Regions from separate parts of the Mus musculus genome. Here regions 2 and 3 are each linked to region 1. A link is a contact called in public HiCAR-type and Micro-C data. All regions are on one chromosome and are shown on one strand. The core of a region is the stretch at or near the end of the contact, and the rest is flanking DNA. Distances in the headings are between cores, read along the strand shown.

Region 1 (3,219 bases), core at 358-2,857:
ACACCTTTGCTACTGTCCCAGGGGGTCCTCTTCAGCAATTGTCACCACTTTGTCTGCATTTGCTTTGTCACTAACTTTGACCTGTTTGCACCCTCTCTTCTCTCTAAACTGAGCAGTTTAAACCTTTCTGTATTATTGCTATGTATATGTAAGAGGTGTGTTTACAAGGGACTGTGCGTGCTACCACACACGTATTTAGATCAGATGACAATTTCATGGAGTCTGTTCACCTTTCTTGCCTTTTTGTGGGTTCCAGAGCTCAAACCCAATTCACCAGACTTGTTCAGCAAGTAAATGACTTCACCTGCTGAGCCATCTCCCTAGCACCCTAAAACTACACACACGAACGCACTCACACATGCATGCACGTACGCACGCACACATGCAGACATACACAAATCTTTCTGCTTCACTTTTTGCCCCCATTTCTCACTGTAAATCTGGCTGAAAGCAGCATGCAATAATTCTCACAGTCTGAACATCATGCTATATTGACATTCCTCCCACCAAATTAACTAGTTCATTTTTAATTCAGCTTCACTCACGTTCAGCAGAGTGTAAAGAGGCTTTTTCTTTTCAGCGTGTAACACCAATGCCCTCCACTGCCACCCCTGATAAGAGTTTTTGTTTGGTTTGTTTTGATCTCCCCTGACACCTTATAGGCCCAATCTTTTCTGGCCACCTTTCTATGAGCGTCGTGGTCTTCCAAGTGTCCATCATTATGACTTCTTAAGTTCCGCTTACATCAGTCGAGGGCTTTTCTATCCTGCGGTTCCAGTTCCTCCACATCCCTCCTGGAAATCAGTTCCCAAGGTCGGAGAACCACAGGGTCAGGTTTATCACAGCAACACAGCCCACAGTCTGAAACCGAGTCTGTTTCTCAAGGTCACTTGCTTGTCTTGTGGCTGTGACCACATTTTCTGAGAGAAACAAGAGAGGGAGGATGTATTGTGGCCCTTAGCTTCAGAAGGTCTCAGTCCATCATGGTAAGAAGCCAGCTCAGTTCACACAGTGGGAGCGTGTGGGGGCTCTCACCACACAGGCCAGGAAGCAGATAGCAAGATGGAACACACAGCAGTGTAGGTTTCAAAGGCCCAACTCTAGTGACCTACATCTGTGATACATGCTCCATACATGTTCCATACATGCTCCATAGCCTTCAAATTAGAGCCAGGAGCCAGGAGACAAGTATTCGGGTTCAATTCACAGTGGCCCACCTTAATCATTAATGATTAAGCTTCCTTAATCAGGTGTGCCTAGTTCTGCAACATAATTGTGTGTTCTAAAACTTCTAAATATGGATTGCCTTTTTTGGGCCTAGTGAAAACAGAATATTCAGGACTTGGAAAGAGAAGAAAATCTTAATGAAAACAAAACAAAACTTCAATGAAATAACTAAGGGCCTTTGCACTCCAACTTGGCATTAGAAAACAGTATACGGAATAATCAAAGGGGTTAAAGGAGACAGAACACACCAGTCAGTGCTCAAACGTGTATTTACATTTATTGAATGAGAGAAATCAGAATAAATCACCCTGGGAAGGAAGCTAGGCTGAGAGCCAGCCTAATGGCAAAGTGACAAAGAGACGGGCATGGGACAGGGCAGGAGTGTCCCAGCTCACACTCCTACAAAGAGAATGAACAAAGCCAGTGTCACGTGTGGCGACAGCCACTCTGGAGAACCCTGATCAATTCCTGCACACAAAGGAGGTGGAGAAAGGAAGGGAAACCAGGTTCTGTTGGGAAAACTAGCTTCTCTTTTCTCCTCCGTCTTGAATGTTACTGGGACTCCACCAGGAGTCTTCCCTGTGGCTCCCTCTTCTTCAAGCAGAGGCCACTCACATAGCATCTAGTTGTGTTGAAGTCAATCAGATTCTAAGTCCACAGCAAGGCCAAAGTAGCTTGTTTGTCCACACCAGGGCAGAATGAAGGAAGTTCTCACTCTGCACAGGCACAGCAATGTGTCATATCATATTGCCAAGAGCTTGCATCATTTCTAAACTTTCCGGAAGCCTGGATGGGCGAGAGGTCATCTGTGTTTATTTTGCGAAGTTTGGCCTACCAGGAAATGTGTGGGTACAAGAGATATTTCGGGCCCCTGAGACTCTAACTTAAGACACTTAAATCTGGCAGCTTGTGCTATAAGCTTGAGCCTCTAAGTAGGTCTTTGAAAGAGTGGCAAATTGCAAAGAATGAGAGGTTTCTTGGCTGCACGAACCAAGCCACGTATAAAACCCTGTTGCCAAACAGAGACTAGAACCAGATGGCAAGTCTGAAAACACACAGCACGTATTGACTCTTCTATAAAATACTCATTACTGCCTAATCCAGCAATAGTCATTTCTAGAAGAACTGCATAAACGCTCATGAATCCATTTTAATTAAGGTTGTAAATTGACCTTACCAAAAAGAAAAAAATCTTTGAACAGAATTTTTCATGTCAAGTTGCTTTAAGAATATAATGAAATTTCTCCATCATAGGAGAAAAAGGATGCATCTGAAAGATGCAATTTTCATCATGTTGAAAGCATATGTAGTTGTTAGCTGTCCACCAGCAGGCTTTCTCCAGCCTCTGACAGACAGTTAAGGCTATTTTGGTCTTTGTGTCATTAGTAATCTAGCAGGTGACTAGAGTCTTTACCTAGAAAAAAATGGTCTTTCCATGTGGGACTGACAAAGAAAATTCTACACACACACACACACACACACACACACACACACACACACACATATCCAGACCAAATACCAATCACATAAGTAAAGGGTATGGAAAACTTAAGCTAGAGAGGATGCCCATAGCCAGTGCCGAGGGCTGGACAGATGCAAAGGACACTTCTACCCACAAAGGCACAGGATTGATTCAAACACCACCGTTCTTGCCCACTGCGGTTACTAGGACTAGCTCAGGAGATCCTAAAAGTAGAGCGGCATTTTCATCTCCCTAGCAGACAACACTCCTGTTGCACTATTCCAGGGAAGACCATTCTGGAAGCCTCCAATGAGGCGTTAGGGCCACGCGGACAGGCGGGAAGTCAGAAGACTACCTTGAATTGAGAGATGTGCATGCATCAACTACAAACTTTTATCCCTTTCCTGCCTGGGCTTGGATCCAGCTACTTCTAGAAAGTTCTTCCTCAGACACAGATGCACACCACTCCCTAGTTCACGTATCTAAGAGCAAGGACCCTCCGCTGTTGTCCTCATGACTGGCAAGCTCTG
Region 2 (3,219 bases), core at 207-2,706, 340 kb before region 1:
AGATACATAGACATATATATATATACATAATTACTATTAAGTTATGCAGTCCACAGCTTGGCAAATTGTGGGCATTTGATTCATAACTGTGGGGGTACCGGTACCTATGTCTTAGAAGCAAATATACACATAAGATTCAGTATGTTTTTCAAAACAGAGTCATCGGTATTTAGGAATGCTAAGGTTCCAGCCAGAGAATGTTACTGGGAATTCTTCAAGAATTCTGAGTGACTAGTTGTTATTTTTTATTTTATTTTTAAAACATTTATGCACAGGTGTGTGTATGTGTGTGTGTGTGTGTGTGTGTGTGAGAGAGAGAGAGAGAGAGAGAGAGAGAGAGTATGAAAACAACTTGTGAGACTCACTTGTCTCTTTCTACCATGTGAATCCTGGAGATTGAATTCAGAGTATTGCTCTGGGCAGCAAGCATCTTTACCGTTTGGGCTATCTCAATGGCCCGTACTTTATTTTAAAAAAGGACTATTATTGTATATATGGAGCATAGGCACACACGCTACAGCCCATGTGAGGAGTTCAGAGAACAACTTTATGGAGCTGGTTCTCGCCTCCCACTGTTCTTTCACATGGACTCTTGAGACCGAACTTAAGTCAGCAGACATGTGTGACAACCACCTTTTACCCACTGAGCAAGTCCCAGCCAGTGTTCATTTTCAAATCCCCAGCTTATAGAACACAGTATCTTCAGGCCACCTTTTATAGGAAACCGAAGCTTCTTAATGACAGCTAGAACAATAGAAGAAAATGCAGCTCTTTCTTTTGATGTGTATTCAGAAGCCCAGAATGCTATGCTCTGATAGACACATCAAGCCTTTTGACACCAAGGCAGGACATTGTCATCGACTAAGGCTATGCTGGAGAATGGTAAAATGGAGTTAGTGAAAACCCTCTCATAGTGCTTTGTGTGAGTTTAACATTTTGCATCAGGCTGACTTTATAGCTATCCTTGACCACAGGCTAGATAGCCCACTAGGCAACATGTACAGCGAGAGTCCCAAACTCTTAAAGCTTCTGGCTTTGCTTAGGAATACACGGGAAAGAGAGAAAGCTTGAGAGAGATGCTGGATACCTCACAGTGCACAAATACAGTTTGCTTGAGCACATTCTCTCTGCTGGCTAATTCTCAAGGGTCATCCTGCTTAAACCATTTATTATACCTAATGGTCATAGTTCGTCTTCTTGTGAACAGAGGAAGAGACCCTTCTTGTGAGAATTTTCTCTGTTCTAATGGTCAAACCTGACAGGTGGGTCTGAATGTCCATATATTCATGACAACACAGGGCAGAAGTGACTATCAAAGGGACCATAGTATGAAAAGTCAATGGCTGAGAAATGAGGCATTTGAGGGAGACTGCTGCAATGCCAAGGATTACTCACTAGATGGCAAACGTAGTTTGAGTTGGGAAGAATACAGAGAAAATGTGAACAGCCCTGGTTACTGCCTTGGTTAGGCGACAAGGCACAGTCTTTAAATGGTAAACAGGACACAGGAGAAGAACAGGAAGCCCTGAGCTACTTTCCCACAGTCCACATTTAAAAGACTGCATGAACCCAAGTGGACACTTAACTAAAGTATATTCCTGTGAGACGTCCCATAGTCATTCCAGTGATGTCCACAGTACCCCACCCACGTGCTAATAAAGCAAGTCAGCTGAGCTCCTAGCCAGGATGGAAGCACTTCTAGGTCACCTTGTTCATTGGAGCTGCCTGGCTCTGCAGTCAGAACCGGGTCTCATCTGCCTCTTCTTTCCCAGACCGTGGCCAGGAAGTGACCCATAAGCTCTGTGTCTTGCTCATTCATGACAAGCTCATGACCTGGGCTGAGGGCTGACCTGCTCCAACACACTGGGTGGAGGTTCACATAGCTTTCTATTTGGGGCAGCCTTCAGTAGAGAACCCATGCTTTCAGTGTGCTCTGTTGGCTGGGAGGATGGGGTTGGAGTCAGATTAAAAGAACATTTCAGCAAAAAGTAGGTCAAACTATACTTGATATTTTTCTTAATTATATTTCATTTGAATTTTCATTATGGTAAATATATAAAATGTAAAATTGGGCATTCTGTCCACTGTGAGAGTCTTCATCATTAACTGTGGTCCTAATTTTACATGATGCCTTCCATATTCAAAGCTTTTCATCATCATCACAGATAGAATTCGCTTCATTCCTACCCCCCAGCTTTCATCCCCCACCTCCCACTCCCTAGAGTCCCTGGCTATCTCTAGTTTACTCTACCTGGATTTTGCATATATGAGGAATCACATGAGGCTTGTCCTTTTTGGTCTAACTTGTTTTCCTTAACACACTACCCTCAAGGTTCACCCATACCGTGGCATGCTTCACAGCTCCTTCAGCTTTGTGGCTGAATATTCTTCTGTATTGTGTGTACACGTTCATCTGCTAGTGGACTGTTGGGTTGCTTTGCCTCGTGGATGTTGGGAATAAAGCTGTTATCAGTGTTGCATTATTAGCCCTCTGAGTTCGAGGCCAGCTTGGTCTACAGGGGGAGTGTCAGGATAACTAGGGCTACACAGATAAACCCTGTCTCAGAAAATAAACAAACACAGGTTTTTTTTTAATTAAAAAAAAAAAAAAAAAAGAGTGAGCGAGTGAAAATTGTTTTTTCATCCTAAGCAGAATTCTAGAGGAACTAGAACAAGCCCCTTCCCACTTCCTTTCTATTTATTTTATATGATTTCTAAAATATATTTATTTGTGTGTGTATAAGATTTTGTGCATATGTGTGAACGCACATGTATGTGCCTACATATGTGTATGGAAGCCAGAGCCTAACTCACGTGTCCCCTTCAGCACCTGTCCACATGGTCATTAAGACAGAGTCTCGCTGACTTGGAACTTCCCAGTTGGAGGAGGCCAGCCAGTGATCCCAGCGATTCAGCTGTTCGAGGCCCCAGCACGGGGATCATAAGTTTATACTGCCATGGCCAGCCTTTACCTATAGATTGTGGGGATTAAACTCAGTCTTCATGCTGGTCTAGCTCCAGCTTGACTGACTTCTCTCCACCCTATGGGTGTAGGCTTTTGGAAAAGAATACTTTAAGGCCTTTGGTTGTCCTAAAGCTGCTTGCACCTTTCAAAGAAGAGTAGCAGCTCCCTCCAGGTAGGTGAAGGCCTCTCCATCCCCCCCTGCCCTTCTTTAGGAAATCCTCTTCTTCTTAATGCCGCTTCCCTCATGCCCGAGC
Region 3 (3,219 bases), core at 497-2,996, 270 kb after region 1:
AGTCCTGTCCCTGAGGCTCTCACTGTCCCCCCCGACCCCTCCCTTCTGAGCTGATCCTTACGCTTAGGTGTCTCAGCTGGGCCTGGGCTTTACGTGATCTCCTGCTCTCTGCATTTTGATCAAGTGTGGATGTCTGTAATGCTCTGTAACAATGCAGAGAACTTTCAGAGTTCTCGAAAGTTTTTTTTTGTTTGTTTGTTTTTGTTTTTTGTTTTTGTTTTTTGTTTTTTTGGCAAAAGGGTCTCTGAAGCTAGAGATGACCCTGAACTCTGCTCTTCCAGCCTCCACCTCCCAAGTGCATGTGTGTGCCGCCATACCTAGCGCATGCCATGCTGGGCAAGCACTCAACCAATGAGAAGGCTACACCATAGCCCCTTCCAGTTCTTAATACTAGACATTTTGATTAAGACCTCCAGAAGTCTCGGCACATAAACATTCCGTTGTTAAACTGTGCACTGAAGTGGCATTAGGCCTCCCCGTTCCTTTGTTCCAATTGCTGCGTTTCCATAGCTTCTGTGGACCATGCTGGGCTTTGTTTGGACAGTTTCCTCCTTCTCCACTGTGCTTTGCTCCCGTTGGCGCCTTACCTTCCCTGTTCCCATCGCCTTTCATTGGCCCTCAGTTTTCCTTTGATTTCTCTGCTCAGGTTTTATCCTGTCCACAGATTATCTGATATCCCTGGTGGTACCTCTCTTTCCGCTCCCTCCCCTGCTGCACTGGTTGTCCGTGACTCTACTGACATATAGACTGTCTTTAGAAGTAGCCAGCTCCCGCTGTGGAGTCTTAGCATGAGCTGCCTGGTGCTTGGTCTCGGTTTCCTGGGCAGAAACAGCTCCTGACTTCTTTCATTGTTGTTGTTGCTGCTGCTGCTCCTGCTGCTGCTGTTATTGTTATGTGATTGAAGAAAAAAAGACTTTTACATATAATGTATGCATTGATTTGTAAAACTTAGGTCTTTTCTTAGATGATTGTTGACTTAATCATTTTGATTAACTGATAGAATGTTTTAAAAATAATCAATTTATAATTATTAAATTGTAATTAGTACTTCCACTAGGGAAATAATGTTATGTGTTGTATAAAAACATTGAAGTGAAGTCTGGTCTGTTGTTGAGGGAAGCTGAAGAGAAGGGGAAAGACACTGAGACTGTATGCTAGGATGCGAGGGAGGAAATCCCATTTTTTCTAGTTTTTCCCATTTTTTCAGTGAATAAGGGCATCAGCATGATCCCCAGAACACACGTTGGAAAGCCAGCCATCATCGCCTGTGCTTGGTAGCTCAGTGCTGAGGCCCTGACAGCAGATCCCGGGCCTCACTGCCAGCTAGCCAGCCCAACCTGGTGGCCGAGCTCCAGGCCAACGAGAGACTCTGTCTCAAATATAAGGCAGATAGATAGCAGAGGGCAGACACCAAGCTTGCCCTGGCCTCTGCACACACACTCACACATGTGCAGCTGCACACCAGTACATACCTCACCTATACACTAATTATTTTAAAGGACAAAAGTGAATCACATAAATAAATGCTTTTTAAAATACTTATGCTTAACTAGATATAGATTTACATATCTACAAATGTTGCCACGGGCTTTTCTCAGAGAGTGTCTCCCTCGTTTAGTTGACAGTTTTATGAAGTTAACAATGTTATTACGATGATTCTTACTATGGGAAGCCAGGACTTAGGCACTAGAGCCTGGCTCGTGGGAAGCCTGTGCCCACTGTAGGGCATGGACAGCTGCCATCACTGTCTTTATTACTGTGCTTCAAGGTATATTAAAGCCTTTAAAAATAAATTGGATCTTTGCTTAACAACAGAAGAACAGTTTCTGTCAGCCGTAGTTCTGTCAGGGATTGAAGAGATAAAGTGGAGCAAGCCCATGATCAACCTAGTGGCACTTTTCCAGTCACCACCATGCGTAGTTTGTCCAAGAAGCTGCCCAGAAGTGACATCACGGAATGATATTTCCCAGAAAACTGATATTTTGAGGCATTCCCAAAAGCCTAGTTGACCAGCCCAGAGTGCAGTTATGAAATAGCTCTCGCTTACCGGAGACTGTGGCTCCTGGGATGTCCCAGACGTGTGGGAAGGAGCTGCAAACCTATGGATGAAATTCTTGGAGCCCCTGCTTTGTACATTTGGCTGGTATTGACGTGGAAACCACGTGGAACCCCAACTTACAATTCATAATGCAAGAAAATATTCTGGCTTGAGATGAGTGCAGAGTTTCCCAACTGGTTTATTTAACCCAAGAAAATGGTCCTATGCTGTGGAGCTTCCTGTTAGAGGATATTATGGGGAATACACTACCCTTGTGTGGAAAACGCTGGATTATTTAATTTATTTATTCATTTGGGGGAGGTTACATATGGAGACCAGAGGGCAACTTGCAGGAGTGAGCTCTCTCTGTCCACCATGTGAGTTCCAGGGACCAAATTCAGGTCATCAGCGATCTTCCTGGTCCCTGGAATATTTTTCATATTTTTATAAATATCATGGGTAGCAATGTGCTTGCTACTGTTATCATTACAAGTAGTTACTATTTGTTCACTGAACAGTTTTGATTAATAAGTAATCCTGATATGATTGGATAATGTATCAAAATTTACTGTCTGTAGCACGTTTATAGTATGCTTTAAAATTCACAGTTTTCCTTGCTGACCAACTTGTTAGAGAGGGGTTTTCTAGAGATTACACCCAGGGCCTCGTGTAAGCTAAGTATATGCTCTACCCCAAGTTGCAAACTGCCAAACTCTACAGTCTCCACACCTCAAGATGAGCAAACTAACTGCACATGGCCCATATAACCACCTCAGATCTTTATGCTTGCCCTCAAGTTCTTTCTCTGCCAAACTCTGGCCTAGCAAAGATCCTGAAGTCAAATTTAGGGGATATATATTTCACTCTTGAAGAACATTGCCATCATTACATGCCACTTAAAACACTATAGGAGTTCTGAATGTCTTCAACACTCAAGAGACTGCTCTCTTTTCCTTGGTTTTCTGAAACATGAAGGTTGTTTTTCTTCTTCAGTTTGTTGCTATAAAAATTCAAATGCAGCCTAAATATGCTATTTGGTTAATGTTTCTTAAATTCCCTTAGCCCCACGGATTTCCCGTTAGCACTTTGTGGTTTTATTGTAGTCATTTTTCTGTCTTGTAGAGTGTTCTACACTTGTCAGTTTAGCTGACTGGGCCTTCTGGATTGCTTAATGTGCTTCT

What was found. A called contact is a pair of places that touch in the nucleus more often than the background predicts. HiCAR-type assays count read pairs that join an accessible place to other places.
Region 2: a Micro-C map of granulosa cells shows a contact between it and region 1, with 4 times the contacts expected there. The contact joins two enhancer-like sites. A contact is called at or near these places in 2 of 484 Hi-C or Micro-C datasets (cortical neurons and granulosa cells).
Region 3: a contact with region 1 is called in a HiCAR-type map of fibro-adipogenic progenitors, with 5 times the contacts expected there. The contact joins two enhancer-like sites. A contact is called at or near these places in 1 of 484 Hi-C or Micro-C datasets (nephron progenitors), 1 of 115 datasets of contacts at active chromatin or transcription factors (fibro-adipogenic progenitors) and 1 of 9 other capture datasets (embryonic stem cells).

What each region holds. Positions count from the first base shown.
Region 1 is chr3:27,765,004-27,768,222 of GRCm38.p6, reverse strand. No RefSeq gene overlaps it. Among named protein-coding and RNA genes, the nearest start is that of Gm42194, 11 kb to the left of the region's middle. Within about 2 kb of position 1,607, at least 123 of the 459 cell types and tissues checked have an H3K27ac peak or open chromatin away from gene starts, as enhancers often do. A contact at or near this core is called in fibro-adipogenic progenitors and granulosa cells, where this site is marked.
Region 2 is chr3:28,106,123-28,109,341 of GRCm38.p6, reverse strand. All of the region lies in intron 21 of Pld1 (phospholipase D1), which reads right to left. Among named protein-coding and RNA genes, the nearest start is that of Gm42196, 69 kb to the left of the region's middle. Within about 2 kb of position 1,456, at least 33 of the 459 cell types and tissues checked have an H3K27ac peak or open chromatin away from gene starts, as enhancers often do. A contact at or near this core is called in granulosa cells, where this site is marked.
Region 3 is chr3:27,493,023-27,496,241 of GRCm38.p6, reverse strand. The region is part of intron 9 of Fndc3b (fibronectin type III domain containing 3B); the gene reads left to right. Among named protein-coding and RNA genes, the nearest start is that of Gm32738, 12 kb to the right of the region's middle. Within about 2 kb of position 1,746, at least 15 of the 459 cell types and tissues checked have an H3K27ac peak or open chromatin away from gene starts, as enhancers often do. A contact at or near this core is called in fibro-adipogenic progenitors, where this site is marked.